Regions from separate parts of the Ostrinia nubilalis genome. Here region 1 is linked to region 2. A link is a contact called in public Hi-C data. All regions are on one chromosome and are shown on one strand. Each heading gives the region's core, a stretch centred on a gene start, on an enhancer-like site or on the middle of the called end of the contact. The rest is flanking DNA. Distances are from core to core; before and after follow the strand shown. Region 1 holds the start of LOC135081008 (host cell factor 1). Region 2 holds the start of LOC135081241 (tRNA:m(4)X modification enzyme TRM13 homolog).

Region 1 (4,468 bases), core at 1,950-4,449, 140 kb after region 2:
CATAACTATGTAGACTGCACACAACAGGCACTTTAGCATAAGTTGGTTAAATAAAAATAGTAGGTACATTTATCAAGATTTCTGTAACATTGAAAGTGCAGGAAATGGTGTGCTTCACAAGACAAGATACAACAAACAGCTACAGCATGACAGATCATGAAATGGCTTCACTCAGTGTGTACATTAGACACGAATATTTAATTATATTCTATCAATAATATTAATTTTAAGAGAGTAAATAAAATATTTTAGAAAAACTCTATGAGGACACTTTCTACACAGACCCATGTAACATACAAAAACTCATATAACTATAATAATTATGATTTTAAAATATACTATCATTACAGTTCAACCGACTCACTTTAGTGTTTCACATTAAAATTTACATTCGTCATACCACTGCTGTTACGGCCGTCGCCACCGCGACCTCGCACGGACGGGCGCCACGAACACTGCAGTCCCGCGCCGGGAGCCGGCTCACTGCGGCTGGCTGGGCGGCGCGGCCTGGCTGGCCGACTTGGTGATGACGATGGTCTGCTTGCCGCCCACGCCCGCCTTGCCCAGCTGCAGCATGTTGGACGGCAGCGTGATGATCTTGTTCCCGCCCACCGTGTTCGCCGACACCAGCTTCACGATGGTGGCGCCGGGCGCGATGTTCTGCGCCTGCCCCGCGCTCGCCGGCGCCACCGCCCGGTTCTGCATCATCGCCATCTTCGGCACCGTCGCCACCGTCATCCCCGTCGACGTCTTCACCAGGGTCACGTACTGCGGCGCGTTGCTCGCTTGCGCGTTCGCGCCGGGCGTCTTCTTGATGATGACGGGGATGCCGGCGTTGCCGCCCGCCTGCCGCAGCACCGTGGTGCCGGCGGCCGCGCCCGCGGACGTCGCCACCGTCGCCGTCTGCTCGCCGGACTTGGCCGTCACGATCTTGTACACCGGCGTCTTCTGCCCGCCCAGCGCCCCGCCCGCGATCTGGATGGCGCCTCCGCTGCTCGCGATCACTGGCAGGTTGCCCGCGCCCAGTTTGACCGGCACTCCAGCCGCGACCTTGGTCTGCAGGTTCGCGACGCCCGCCTGTATGGGCACGCCGCCCGCCGTCTTCACTAGCACGTTGCTCGTGCCGATCTTCACGTTTCCGGCGCCGAGTTTTAATGGTACGTTCGTTGTGGCGACTTGACCCACTTTCTGTACGCTGTTCGTCGCTATCTTACCCTGCAAGTTGGCCGTGCCGATTTTCAGCGGCACCGCGCCGCCGGCCAGTTTGACTGGGACGTTTCCCGCTCCCAGCTTGACCGGAACAGCGCCGCTCCCGCCCGTCTTCACTTGCACGAACCTAGGCGTGACCGCGCCGGCGGTACCGGAACTGAGGACGATCTGTGCGTTCGATTGCGCCGTCGACACTCGAACGGTTGTCGGAGTGGCGACACCGCTGACGATTCTGGTGACGCCTTGAGGAGTAACAGCGGCGACTTTGATCTGTTGCGAGGAACCTGGTGCAGGAGACTTGACCACAGTTTTGCCTTGATAAGTAGTGATTTTCTGAGTGGGCGTATGAGGAGATATTTTGACGGCGGTCGGTTGCGTCGGGACTTTGATAGGTCCGGAGACGATTTTTTGTGGCGTAGAGACGATCGGGGTGGCGACAGGCGACGCGGCGACCGCGACGGGCCGCGCGGGAATGTCCGCCGGCGTGGGCAAACCGGTGGACACGGGCGACGTGAGACCGAAGGCTTTGCTGGCTGCGTCGGGCTGCGGGGTCACCGGAGACGCCGGCGGCGGCGCGGCCACGGGCTCGGCGGTGGCCGGGAAGCGCGCCGGGGTCACCTTGCCGCACTTCTGCACTTGAAGGACGTAAGTCGTGATGGTGTTCATCGCGGGCCAGCACAGCTCCAGCGACGTGGTGCCGGCGCGCACGAGCGCCACGCGGCCTGCTTGCGGCGGAACTCCGACTTCCAAATACCAAAGGTCTTTACAGCAGATTTGATTGTTCCAAGTTTTCCTGTATCCGTCACGTCCAGACCAAATGTACAGCCTTGTCTGAATGGCGACAGCGCTGTGACCGGCTCTAGCTCTAGGTACGCACTCTTCAAACTTATCCAATGCAATGTTATCCCATGTCATATTTTCTAGATTGAGTGATGCAAGAGTGTTAGTGCATTTCCATTCTTTTTCATGAGTGGCAAGTTTAGATTCATCAGGGACTAAAGGCACCCAACCTCCATACACGTACATGTGTTGTCCGATCACTGTTGCAGTGTGGAGGGATCGGGGAAGTGGTGCAGGCCCTCCAACTTCTGGACGTGACCAAGACATGCTGTCCACGTCTAGCACCCAGAGGTCACCGAGGCGAGATCCACTCATGCCACCATAAATAATTAGGGATGATTTGCCACTATTTTTGTCTGTGTAGGCCACACCACTGTGCGATTCCCGCGGTGGAGGTGACTGGCCATAAGTCAAAGGTATGTCCCATACCGTCATTGACGAATTGGGGTACAGTTCTAGAGTGTACAAGTCGTTGAGATACCTCGGAATATTGTTCTTGGGATCGTCACTTTCATTCGCCAGACCTCCAAAAAGGTAAACTTTCCCATTGAGTAGGGTGAAGCTGTGACCGAGTCTGGGGCACGGCGGGAGTCCCTGCTTGGGTGGTAGAGGCTTCAATCGCTTCCATTCCCACCGCGAGGCCTGCAGTTCGTACAAATCGTTAGAATACTTGCCGTACTCGACCATGCCGCCAAACACCAGAAGTCTCGTCCCGTCGACCACGAAACCGTAGGCAGCGCATCCTGGAGGCACTTCTCCCTTTGTGACGGGAACAAACCATTGGTTTGTGGTGGTGTTGAAGACGTGAAGCTCATGAACTATTCCTTCGTTTCCGCCGCCGAAAACTATCATCAAATCTTTGATGGCGACCGCGCGATGGCCATGCCGGGGACGTGGTTGAGGGCCGGTGGGATTGAAGACTTTTTGCCACTTAAGTACCGCGTTTTCCTTCATTTTTACTATACATTTGTCACTAAAAGCTTTACACCGTATGTATCGCTCGGGATGCGTATCTACAGCATAGACAATGAGAAACGTCGTAAATAAGCTTTGAAGAAAATATTCGGGTCACTTGCAGCTACATAGGAAGATCCAATTCATCTTTCTCTTTCCCACTTTAGTGTTTCGCCTATGAGTAAAAAAAGATCACCTTATGCAGCTTACAGCGTACAACAAAAATGGCGTTAGCAACAGCGCTACCAACCTTAAATAAATAATAAGATCGGCGTCGGACGTCAAGAAATTGTCTATGGGTGACTTTAGTTTTAAAAAAAGAAAAAATCAGCCAGAATCATTATTACAAGTTTGAACTCGTTATCTATATCGTTATTTATTCATTTACTGCAAATGCCTATTTTTTCTTTCTTTCTTTCAAAACTCATTTACTTTTAGGTTATTGCCAAATATTTTTTCTATAGCTAAAAATTATCAATATTTTAAGTAATTTGCCCTAATCTGCTCCTTTAAAGAATTGCACTTTTTGATCTGTTTTGACTTTTGACCGAATCGAAAATCGAATCCGACATAACCCCATACAAAAAAGGCCTTTATTTTTCGACTGGTTTGCGAATAATGTGCACGTTGTCTATATCCACTGATCTTCTATTTATTTATTTTTTGCAAGCAGGCTTTTAAAAGCGATTTTGCACATCCCAAATATAACTTGCCTAATGCCCGTTTCCACCATCAGTCCCTAATTTTTAAGTGACCCCTATGGTAACAAATAACATGAATTTTGTTTACATAGGTGTCACTTAAAACTTAAAAATTAGGGATTGATGGTGAAAATGGGCATAACACAATAGGGATGATGGCTGGGTAATGAAATCGAAATTCTATTTAGTCCGTCAGACAGATAATTAGATAATATTAGACTCATATTTTTTAATTTTTTCCGTAAATCGAATAATTACAGTATTAAATTGAGTTAAAATGTCGCGTGATGTCACTTTTGAGTAAAAATTCTACTCAAGCGTGACGTATCGCGCCATTTCAACTCGATGTAGCACTGTTATTTAATTATGAAAGAAAATAAAAAATATGAGTCTAATATTTTCTAATTATCTGACGGACAAATAATTGAAATTTTGTCATCTAGCCTATTATTACAAAAATTGCAGGTTTTGTATTTTATCTAAAGTAAGTATATTAGCAATTTATAAATACGAAAATTACTAATAAATAATCCCGTTAATCCTTCGTGGTGAATTCGATCGAATATGATAGTGTAAACTTACGGTTTAGTTCGTTCGTTTGTTCTGTGCGCGGTTTCACGCGTGTTCAATCAAGTTCACGCTTATAGGCCAGTAGAATTAAACACAAAAATTGATTAAATCGGAAATAATTCCTACAAAAGATTTTTTTGCTTTAATGGCTTCATTGGTTGCCCATTAAGACTCTCCTAAGTTTTCGACTTCGA
Region 2 (4,976 bases), core at 720-3,219:
GCAGTGCGAAGTCTGAAATAGAATTACACTGTACAACGAAAGAACGAAACATGAAAAGGGAATATGCTATTATACTTAAAAAAATCTACTGGATCAATGGTGGTGCTCTTGCTGCTATTGAACTACAGAGGTTACCTGGTCGAACCCTTTCATTTACAGTACGGAAGTACTTGTGATAATAACACTCACCAGTAGCTGCCCCGCAAAGATGTTTCGCAAACCCAACAACCCCGTCGCATTCTTGCACCACTGGAACTTTTTCGAGCGCCAGATCTGCTAAGTCTGCTCTGAGTCGTATCGGTGCTTCAGTACTAGAAGTTTCTGCATTCGCGTTTGCATACACTTCACCATTAGTCGTCTTAGCGAGATCGGCTTTGTGTTTGAAGACATGCGACGTTCCATTTGTTGATTCTGGTACAGATTTGTCAGGGAGCTCTTCTCTAGTGGCTGTCGTTTCAGATGAACTTGAGACAGTTCGGTTTTGGCTATTGTCAGTAGGAAGGAGTGTGTCCTCAGTGGAAGCCTCTTGTGCCTGGTTCCTGGCGGAGGTGTAGGCGACGTCGCGCAGCTTGTTGTCGCGCTTGTGGCGCAGCGAGGCGCGGTCCACCAGCAGCACGCCGCTGGCGCGCGTCACCGGCTCGCACCACGCGCGCCACGCGTAGTACGACATGTGGCCTGGGGAAAAATCACAAATTGCCATATGGAAAACAATATAAGTCGGTAGGGATAGTTTCAAACAGGTTGACATCAATATCATACTGCGATTCTAATCCTTTACAAAAGTGTAATAACCTTTGCCAGCACCCAGCTCCACATAGCAGGTCCTGTCCCTGACCAAGCCCTCCTGCTCGGCCAGCCGCAGCAGACTGGAGGCCTGCTGCAGGTGGCGCCGCGAGCTCTCCGTGCGGTCGCTCTGCTCGTAGTCCTCCTGCACGATGGGGTGGATGGGCTGTTCTTCCACTGTTGATATATTGTCCTTTACATACTCTGAAAATGTGATTCTTGGTTTGAAAAAGTCTAGCCTTCCTTATTAGTTCCAAAATAAAGGTTTATTGCAGCTCTAGCAAGAGTAACATTTTGGTCAGCTACTTACTTTCATAAAGTCTGTTAACTTTCTCAACTAGCTGTTCCATCATTTCCTTAGGTACTTCACTGAGGAGTGGCCTTGGATATCCCTCAGAGCTAGAACCTGCATTGATGCCTTTTACTATATACGGTGGTAGTTCGCCCTGCCGCGCGTTGCAAATGGATAGATGCTTCTGCAGTTTGCTAATGTAACAAGTGCTGTAAATAGGGGTAACTGTTTCAACTGCACATCAGATTGATAAATAAAGTTTAAATTATCTACATGTGATAATAGACAAGCAAACAAGTTGCAGTTAAAGTTAAATGGGACGTTTCAATAAGAGAGAGATGATAAGCATTTACATGGGCTAGGTACATAAGTGAATAATGTAATGCTTTAGCCTGTAGCTTAGCATGTACTCACTGTTTGGGATCATTTGGGCATGGAATGCGAGTATCAGCCTGTAGGGAAACAAAGAAATGATAAAAATGGCAAAAATAGTGATACAGTTTAGACATCCATATGGTTCATATAGTGCCATGATTTTTGTACAAGTTAAACCTATTAAAGTTATGATACGATTTAAATCACAGCTTTGACCAATTACATATAGTGGGTAGTAGTCAACCCAGACATTTAATGAATATATTTTCATCGAAAGCTTTTAGAAACTAGGGAATTTTTTACCTGTCCATCGTCAAGTTTAGGTTCTGGCTCATGCTCTCCGCAGTACTGTCGTCCCGGACGAACAGTCATGCGGCATAGCCGTTTCTTTCGAACGACAAAGTATTGACATTGCGGCGATTGTACTTCATTCAGAGATATCTTGAGTTTTTCCATTTTTATTGATTTTAGTGGTTTGTTTACAAAAGTTTTTGAGGTTATGACTTTCGTTTCAATGGCAGATCGGTGACGTACGTGAGCTGTCATAAATCAGCTGTTCAAATATATTTTTTTTACTATCATTATTTTAAATATTTATATCAATACTTTAAACTGTGAATCAATAAAATATAAATAATGTTAAATAACTTATTTATTCTTTATCATTATCATATAAGTTGATCAAGTGTGTCACTTATATGGGAGAAACCGAACGTTTTTTGATAGAACGTTTTGTCTGTCTGTTGGCAGTATTGTTTAATCGAAACGTCAACAAATTTTGAGGTTAGACGTAGCATCATTTTGGTTTGCTTTTGTTATTTTAGCATATTATGTAGTGTTAATGCGTTAAAATGAGCTCCCCAAGTAACGAAAATGAAGAACCGTCCTCTACAAGTCAGTTAGCAGACGATGAGCCCACCAGGAGCGGGGGCGAAAGCTCCTCTGCAAAGACGCAGCGACCGCCCGCCAAGCGGCGGCTTTCCAGCACGGTGATCGAGATTTCTGATACTGAGAGTGATGACTCTGATGTTTGTGCAGTGAATTCATACCAGGCTTCTGCCGATGAAGTCAAAAGGATCCGCGGGGGTGAGTTCCATTTAACCACTTGACGGCGCAAAAGCTTGATAACGCTAAGCGCGGGAAACTGAATTTCGAAATGTTGTTGTCTTTTTTTGGGCTGACTATAAATACTTGTAAGAACTTTGCTTAGTCACTATTTATTAAAATATATGTCTAGAATGATTGAATTTGTAATTCATGGAGATAAATTATATTTCAGCGGATTATTCTTCATCATCATCATCATCATCAGACTACAGCTCTGATTCTGAGTCCCCATGGGAAGATGACTCAGTGCTTGTGGAGGATGAGGACCTTACCAGTAAGCCTGTCAAAGCACAGCTTAACCCTCGAGCTAACAGAATGGACGAACCTAAACTTAACCCTACTCTCAAAGTGAGTTTTTTTAATACTATGTATCTGCTTGTATTCAAATGTTACTCAGATTCTGTTTTCAATTTAAGTGTGTTTCTATAATTTTCTAGTTTGAATCAATTTTCTTATACAATATGTCTCATATTTTTTTTGTCTAGGCACAAGAATTAAAAGATAGTCTAAAAACACACTGGAGCGAATGCAAGGACCACACAAGCAATGAGGTCACACTTACATGTGAACCTTTCCGAGTGTGCTTACTGCACAACTTACTAGACAACCCTGAAATCATCAACAACATAGTGGACGACATGAACACCTTGGACTGGTCGCGGAAGAAGATGGACCTGTTTGAGTTCCACCAGACCACAGACCTGGCCAGTCTCACATGGCAGCGGAGTATAAGGGGCATATATGAGCTTTTGAAGACTGAAGTGATGAGTTGGGTAAGGGTTCTATTCTTGTAAAAGTTCAACATTTTATGTATCTGTCATTTGACAAATGTCTTTTCAATTTTGAGTCACTGGTTAACTTTTAGGCTAATGTAAAACTGTTACCGTGCTCTCTGTATAGCATGTACACTGTATGTTATTAATTATTGGAGTAAAGAAAAAAAAATTGATTCTTATTAAAGCATATTAGAACACTACTGGTGGTGGAATGAATCACTTTTCTTAACATACCAAAATTTTATCATATCTTTTGTATATTTCTTTCTCTTTCTTTTCTTCTCTTGAGTGATATTGCAAGCATGTTTAATCTGTCTATACCTGATGAGCATTTTTTTTACTATCTAGCGGATTACAACAACAATAAATAAAATAGCGACGTTTTACCTGAAAATAAAACGTTTATTAAACATACTTACCTTATTCGAAGCCTTTATAATGAGAGTAGTGTCTGTCTTTTCCTGTTTGAGTACTAGTTTTGACGTATAATCTGCCCACGTGACTTCCGCTCCGGTCCCCCACCGCCTAAGCACGCCTCAATTAACGACACTAGCGCCACCAACGGTAGCTCGAAACTAGGTTTCGATATTCTCGCCATTGTGTTTTATGACACCAGGTAGATTTAAAAAGTAGGCTTCGAATAAGGTAAGTATGTTTAATAAACGTTTTATTTTCAGGTAAAACGTCGCTATTAAACAGTACTGTACCGTTATTCGAAGCCTTTATAATGAGAGACGTGTCTATTATCTCCTGGTGGCGCTGTGTAATCGCCAATGTGATCAATTGAAGAATAAGACATTGATCAGTGAGAAATGTTATGAATTAGTTAGAACTTTAGCTTATCTGTCTACTGAGTGGTAATGTACTGTGTGTAGGTACATTATAATATTTTACAGAACGCAATCTGCATCTGCATCTCCGTAAATTCACGTCTAATGCATCGTTTATTAACAACTATGTAATAATGAACTATCGGTTACTTTACGTCATGTAAAATGCGCAAAAGCTACGTCCACCCTCACTCACAGTATCAGACCGTTGGATGAATTTAATAAGCTTCGGTAGGAGTGAATAATTATTAGGTATGGATAAGAATATTCACTGGTACAGTTAAAGTCGCTTGCCGATAGCGGGCGTTTGATGATCTCCAACATTTCCCACATTTAGGTATCAGCTCAGATTTTAATATTTATAAACCTTTACAGGACCGTAGCCTAGGTGGACGGTGTAATGAATAGGTGACAATAGCTAGCCGGCTATGTATAGGTACGATACTTTTGTATTGCCTGAGTATTCCGCGTTATCGCTGTTCGCTAGGGATAGCGAAGTTTGAGTCGGAATTGATAAAATTTATAATATACAGACTTTCCTAGTACAAACTTAGTAAACTTTGCGGTTTACAACTGTCGGTGCTGTGGTAAGACTGTGCGACCATTATCTTTAGGGCTAACGGTGATAACTTGTCAGCTAGATCAGCTTATTGACGGTTAGTCAACCAGCTTAATTCAGAGCAATCTTAATATGTAATTATGTATTATTGTAATTACAATTATGATAATAATGTTATAGGGCTGAACAAGAGTTTGTTTGCATCAACACAAAAACTATCTTTGTGTTGGAGTCCTTTAACCACGAGTTCTATA

Evidence for each region. A called contact is a pair of places that touch in the nucleus more often than the background predicts.
Region 1: a Hi-C map of whole body shows a contact between it and region 2, with 7 times the contacts expected there. The contact joins the promoter of LOC135081008 here to the promoter of LOC135081241 in region 2. A contact is called at or near these places in 3 of 5 Hi-C or Micro-C datasets (all in whole body).

Annotation. Positions count from the first base shown.
Region 1 is chr19:364,890-369,357 of ilOstNubi1.1, forward strand. LOC135081008 (host cell factor 1) reads right to left here and starts at 3,200. Exons shown (of 1, transcript XM_063975730.1): 1 at 1-3,200. The coding sequence starts at 3,003. The coding sequence ends at 481.
Region 2 is chr19:227,199-232,174 of ilOstNubi1.1, forward strand. It overlaps LOC135081241 (tRNA:m(4)X modification enzyme TRM13 homolog), which reads right to left and starts at 1,970. Exons shown (of 8, transcript XM_063975987.1): 1 at 1,754-1,970; 2 at 1,490-1,527; 3 at 1,094-1,284; 4 at 793-987; 5 at 190-675; 6 at 1-12. The coding sequence starts at 1,906. LOC135081007 (prolyl 3-hydroxylase sudestada1) reads left to right here and starts at 2,179. Exons shown (of 9, transcript XM_063975729.1): 1 at 2,179-2,536; 2 at 2,730-2,905; 3 at 3,043-3,330. The coding sequence starts at 2,302.